Linked DNA regions of Bactrocera dorsalis: region 1 is linked to region 2. Evidence: chromatin contacts called from public Hi-C data. All regions are on one chromosome and are shown on one strand. Each heading gives the region's core, a stretch centred on a gene start, on an enhancer-like site or on the middle of the called end of the contact. The rest is flanking DNA. Distances are from core to core; before and after follow the strand shown.

What was found. Hi-C and Micro-C count contacts between places; a contact is called where the count stands out from the background.
Region 1: a contact with region 2 is called in a Hi-C map of whole body, with 5 times the contacts expected there. The contact joins the enhancer-like site here to the promoter of LOC105222503 in region 2. A contact is called at or near these places in 2 of 2 Hi-C or Micro-C datasets (both in whole body).

What each region holds. Positions count from the first base shown.
Region 1 is chr4:59,461,830-59,464,988 of ASM2337382v1, reverse strand. The region is part of intron 2 of LOC105222503 (partitioning defective 3 homolog); the gene reads right to left. Among protein-coding and RNA genes, the nearest start is that of LOC105222503, 72 kb to the right of the region's middle. Within about 2 kb of position 1,853, the one cell type or tissue checked has open chromatin away from gene starts, as enhancers often do.
Region 2 is chr4:59,388,800-59,392,281 of ASM2337382v1, reverse strand. LOC105222503 (partitioning defective 3 homolog) reads right to left here and starts at 1,331. Exons shown (of 11, transcript XM_049456341.1): 1 at 994-1,331. It overlaps LOC105222504, which reads left to right and starts at 2,047. Exons shown (of 2, transcript XM_011199854.3): 1 at 2,047-2,506; 2 at 2,564-2,990. The coding sequence starts at 2,131. The coding sequence ends at 2,934. LOC105222505 (proton-coupled amino acid transporter-like protein pathetic) reads right to left here. Exons shown (of 6, transcript XM_049454422.1): 6 at 3,213-3,482.

The DNA of each region.
Region 1 (3,159 bases), core at 604-3,103, 72 kb before region 2:
AAAAGAGTGTACTTGTTCAACATTTTTCATATTTTTTGAGAGCCTGAAGACCTTTAGCTGCCTATCGATATCTAAAATTTCGATAATATTATCGATATATTTTGGATAAACAGCCGAATTTTTAGCTTTGCTGAAATCGAAGCAGTTCTGTTGTTGATTTCTTTAAATTCCATAAATGGTTTAAAGGACTAATCTGACTTTAAAGCTTCTACCAAAATCGATTAACAATCGTAAAGTGATTGATATAAAAATAGATAAATTTATATTTTTAGACGATTAGCAATGATTAGTCGGTGAGAATATGAAAAATATCGATAATTTATCGATTGTTATTATCGATTAATATGAAGTTTGGCATATTCTGGAGCTACAATGTTTTTAAGCTTACATAGGGGCTAAAATAGCAAACATATCAACATTTCTCATAGTTTTTGAGAACCCGAAGACCTTTAGCTGCCTATCGATAACTAAAAATTCGATCATAATATCGATAGTTTTTGGATACTTTTAAGGAATAATCTGCAGGGATTGAAAAGTTCGATATAAATCCGGGTCAAAGTTGGTTATGTAGATTGGACAGCCGAAGAAATCATTTCTGAATTTTCTTTCTGAAAACTAGTGTAGGAGTGAGACAAACCGGTTATATTTTACGCAACAATAAGTTAGGACGATATTAAAATAAAGATTATTTTCGATAGGGCTTTTCGATATAAATATTAACGTTATCGATATAAACAGTATAGTTATCGATATAAGTAATATAGTTGTCCATATAAATAATATTTTTTCTTAAACTTATTGGTATAAAAAAACGTGCGAGATATCATCTGAGGTTACACTAATGGTATCGCCTCAGTAGCGTCTGATTTTGGAGTTAGCGATATAAATACTATTTCTTATTTTTATCGGGTGAAGAAAACACGCACACAGATATAATGCGAAGTTATGCTCTTGAGTAATTGATAAAAACAGAGAATATCCGGAAGATATAGAAACCTCTTCATATAAGGATTTTTAGAACCATATGTTAGGTTAGTCTGGTTGGCCAAAGAGTCATCGCCCTTCACACGAATTTCAACGGACTCTGTGGCTTCACTATCGATACCTCTTCCAGTGTACCATACCCTGCGGACCTCAGATGCTTACATCATAGACTGGCACAACGCGAGACAAGTGCACAACAGATGTTCCATTGTTTCTCTGGTGCTTTGCTCTAGACATTTCCTACAGTCTTCGCGATCTTTCAGCCCTAATTTTTGTACATTGAATAAGACCACAAACATTTCTTAAAATATATGAGTAAATCACATTCTAAACACATCACTCATCATTAAGTTGAAATAATTCTTCCAATTCAGATATTATAGCACAGCATGAATAGTAGAATGCTTGAGAGATCAATATAACCAAGACGTACAGATCAATCAGCTCAACTAGCACGTCTGCTACTTAGAAAATTAAAGAGTCTTCGCTTAATAATAAGCAGATTAATCAATTAGGGTCAAACTCAAACAAGCTTTAATCATTAAAAGTAAATAGTTCTTTATAAAAACGGCATATTAGAAACAGCTTATGTATGTAAATTCTACTTTTCCATGCAACACTTCCATGTACAAATATTCAAAGAACACTCATTAATTACACTAAACATTTTAATTACATATAAAAAGTAGCGCACCGTGGGGCACACACTAATCAAAGTGGTACAAGTCTGACTAATAACTGATTAAATTAGATAATGATTCTGAGAAAACACTACCGTTTTCACTAGCCACTCGTCGTCAGAGGCGATAAGATTATGGGAAAACTCGTCACTGGGGCGACGCTTAATGTCGGCTGGAGATAACAGCAACAAAATGAGCAAATGTAGAATTTACTTTAATTGCTTTTCAAGCTGTTTGTATAATGCGAGTCGCACTCGCTGTGTGTTCATTGTAAACTTAGAGAGCGAGCTGGAAAACACGAGTGAACGAAACGAGTTTGTCATAATAATCAGAATAGCAATTAAAGCGACACGCGATTAACCACTTTCTATAAATTCCAACGCAATGAAAATTAATTTGAAGTCATTTCATTTAGATTGACAGAACAGGTATGCGAGTAAGCCGTGGAGGGGGAGTCAAGGGAGATAAAGTTGTTAGTAAACAAATAAAGAGAAATGAAATGGAATAAAAAAACGAAGTATGTATTTATTGGACCGAAAGAAAGGTGATAGATGGTGATAGTGATCTGTTTTAAAGGTAACTACTCTCATTATTTTATTATTATTTGGCTCTTGGGCTATCTGAAGGAGACGTGTAACATTCCTAAATCCATAATCGACTCCTTAAATGTTATTATTATCCCCGAGACGTTGGGATCGAACCAAATGATAAGAGAAAGCTACATGAGAGAGGGATACATTGTATAAAAAAGAGAGTGCGAACGAATGGCACACTCGTCCTGATTCTTCGGATCACTAGGACCGCCTTTTAGGAACCGTTTCGTGGCTGTTTTCTCCGGTCTTGTTTAGGCTGGATCTAGTAGCCATTACCCAAAGTTTGCGCGCTGTGCGTCTAACGTTTTCAGTCTTTCGGACAGGGTTCCCATCTACCATTTTTCGTTCATCCGTGCTTCAGGATTCTTATCTCTGATTTCTCGTTCATCTGTGAATAGCGTTGGGATCTCCAGAATCCCTGACCCTGCCACATTCGAAGCCGTGGACCAATTACCACTTAACTGAGTGTCATCTGGAATGTTACTAATTTGCTTCTCACCTTCGCTCACGAAGATTGTGTGTATTTTTACTTATGGATGGGTCTTTCAGAGGGTATTATTCTCTTCTTCCATCTATTTCCCGAGACGCTTACTAAATACCAATCGGGATACCACATTGTAGCGAAGTTCGAATCCGCTTTATTTTATATAACAAATACTATAGGAGGATAGCGCGCGAAGGTAATCGAGTTTGGGTTTTCGACCACCGAAAAGTATAATATTGGTTTTTAACAAAAAAGAACCATGCACTATTTTGGACCCAGAAGTCAAGCGGCTTTGGAATAAAAAAAAAGGATCAGCCACAAATGATCTATAATATTTCTGCTTCCTTACGATAGTATACGAAATACTGGATCTCTGATCCCTGACTCCAGAGTGTAAAGAACATTTTCAGAAAACACT
Region 2 (3,482 bases), core at 82-2,581:
GGCCAACGCCTGGCGAGAAAAAAAAATAAACAAAACAATGCAATTATACAGCATTCATTGTGTAGTGAATGATGTGTGCTGCTATTCTCGAGAGGGTCATGACAAGCTATGGAGTCACCCTCCAATTGCCTTCTATAAAATGCACTAGCAAAGGCGCCGTTAGTGATCCTTGAATTACATACATAAACACATAAGTATAGGTGTACGTCGAGAATTTTTGTGTTTGGTGGATGTAGTATTTGTGGTTGCTTCCACATAAATACTGTGCAGCTGCGCTTTGTCGACACGAAAATACGTTACACAAACACCAACTTAGTAAGCCAGCAATTCTACTAAAGCAAAATTATAGCACAATTGGGAAGTGCATGTACTATAGGATGTTTAGCACTTGACAGCTGCACTTCCTGGGTGGATTTAAAAATTAGATGGTATAAGGAACCTTGGGCTACGAAATCATTTATTACTAACACATCTTATTATTTTGGACTTTAATACATGTGGAACTTTATACACAATTCTTTTGTTTATATAGAAATCCACACTTGTATATTTCTTTATAAGATCAACTGCTTATTAGCAGTAAAGCTCCTATCACTCTCGCTATAAACTTTTAAGGAAAACATGAATCACTAGAATATATCGCACAAACATTGCAAAACGAAGCACACATCATACACAAAAAATTACTGGAAAGAAATAACGATCTGAATGCGCGAGTTATAAACTGGATTTTCCAGCACAGATTTAGGATGGCAAAAATGTGGCCATAAGCGAAATAAACGTAATATATGTGGATACAAATGAAAAATGTAGCTAGTACAACAAAGAAAAATAACAAATTTATTTACACACTTCACTTTGTTATACACTTGTCGTTTTTTTCTTTTGCTTCACCGCTTTTGCATTATAAACGTTTACATTTAGTTTCGTCGCCGTTGGTTCGACGTTGTCGGCACTTATGGCATTTTTTATCAATTCTTAGTTATTGCTTACTTTCTTTCTTAATTTTGCACAATCTCACCGACACGTTCGTTGGTTAATTTTTCGCTTATATTTTATTACATACTTTCATGTTTCGTTACCACAATTATTCACATAATATAATTTTTCACTTCGTTGCACTTGTTGCTAATATCGCGTTTTAGTCTCTTATTGCACTGAGCAAGTGCATTAAATTTGTTAGTTTTCGTTAAATCCGATCAGTAGACACAACTGCATTATGCATTACACACTTGGAAAATTTGAAATTTTTTCAAAAATCGCGTTCTCCGCACACGCGCGCTTTACTCCCGTTCGCACTCATGTCAACAACTCGTTTGTCACTTGGCTTCCATGGAATTTTGCCGTTTACCTTGTTTCGTCATTTTTCGCTGCTTGGCTGCGACTCGTTTATTTGTTGTTTTTTGAAGCCACAATTTTAACGTCTATTTCAGTGGACTGCCCAGTGTTGTTGTTGTCTTCTCGTTTGCTGTTGTTTACCTACCTGTTCTCTGCTTGCGTTCTCTGGCGACAGCAGCAGCAGAACTAGTTTTTGTTGACAGCTAACCAATTCGTTAGTTCGCTTTGACAGTCGGTTTACTCGCTAGAATTGTTGAGTGTTACCAGCAGTAGACGGCAAGCAGAAAACAATTTGTTTATTCAATAAATTATAATAAGCACACTTCTTGCTGTTTATAATATTTCAAAAAAGTTGCGTCACTTAAAATAGTTATATTAACAATAATAAAAGTGATTGAATATATGTGGATTTACAAATTAAAATTAGTTATAATTTTTAAGTACGGCAGCACTAGCATGTTACAACTTGCAGGACTGCAATGTTGTGGTACTTAGATAATACAAATTGTTTTATTTTTCTATGAAATAAAATGATGTAACCTATTTGATTTTCAGTTAAATATGGAAAAATTATATGCAAACTAAGAATAAAAAACGTAGATTTCTGAATTTTTGATAAAGTATTATAAAATTTGAGAGATTTTAATATTGTATTAAAATAGTACCTCTCTATTACTTGCATCGGAAACCCCAATTGTCAGCTGTCAAATTTGTTTTGATTCGACGGCGTGCTCCTATTCAATATTACCAGTATATTATTGAAAATATAGTTTATTTGAATTAAATATTTAAATGATTGTTAAGATGAAGCAAAAGAAACGACAAAGTGGCTTACCGCCACCACCTCCCCTAGAGGAGTTGGAGGAAATGTCGCAGGATGACAATATGCAGGACTCAAGTGGTGAACAATCTGCGAAGTCCGATCTAGAACAGCAAAACACAACAGCAGCAATGAACGATATTGCTGAGAATGATGGAGCTGGTGACGATGATGATGATGAAATGGACTTGGGCAACTTCAATGTGAAAGCGAAAAAGAAACGCAAGAAGGGCATCATTTACATATCGAACATACCCAAACACATGAATGTCACGAGAATACGTGAAATTCTGGGCGAGTATGCTAAACTTGGACGTGTATACTTGCAACCAGAAAAATTACCCGGCGGTAAGTTCCATTTACTATGCCTTTAGAAAAATTCTATAACATATATATTGTTTGCAGGCAACGACAAAAAGAAGAAGCGAAAACGCTTGGCACGTCACTTCACAGAAGGTTGGGTTGAGTTCGAGTCAAAGCGCGCAGCCAAACAAATTGTTGAACTCTTAAATAATAAACAAATTTCCACACGTAAAAAGTCACAATTCTACGATTATATGTGGAGTATGAAATATTTGCCTCGCTTCAAATGGGTGCACCTCACGGAGCGTATGAACTATGAACAAGCTGTGCATAAGCAACGCTTACACACCGAGGTGTCACAGGCGCGCAAGGAGACTACATTCTTCCAGAATAATCTTGATAAGAGCGAGTACTTGAAAAAGCAAAGTAAAAAAGCGAATAAGGGCAAAAATGCAGCCGTGTTAGAAACGTGAAATTCTGGTGGTGGCTATTTCATAGAAAAAAATTTTTTAGTGTATTATTGTGTTTTTAAGAAGATGGTAAATTAAAAAGAAAATTTATTGTAAAGTTAAAAACAAATGCAAAAAGTGTTTTCTTAAAAACTTCCTTCGCGAACTAGTCCTTCAGTTTATGATATAGCGTTCTGAAAGTTTGCAGGCGTCTTTTTCTCCCCAAAAAACCATCATTTTGTCAAAACCGTCGATATAATATATAGCTGCCATACAAGCTGACCGGTCAAATCTTGTAGGAAAACTTTTTTTATTTCACTATATTTACTAAAAAATACATTTTTATTTTAGAGGTTATAGTTGAATTGTATTTTCTTTTTATTTAGCACGTTTATATAAAATACTTTCTTATCTTATGGAAAGCTTTTAGACTAGTAATACATATATACTTATAATTAAAATTATATTTAACACTTAAAACAAATTATATTTAAAATTTTTATGAAATAATTTAAGTTTTTTAAAATCAAAATTTTTAAAACAAAGTAACACAGTGTTGATCTTAGCACAGC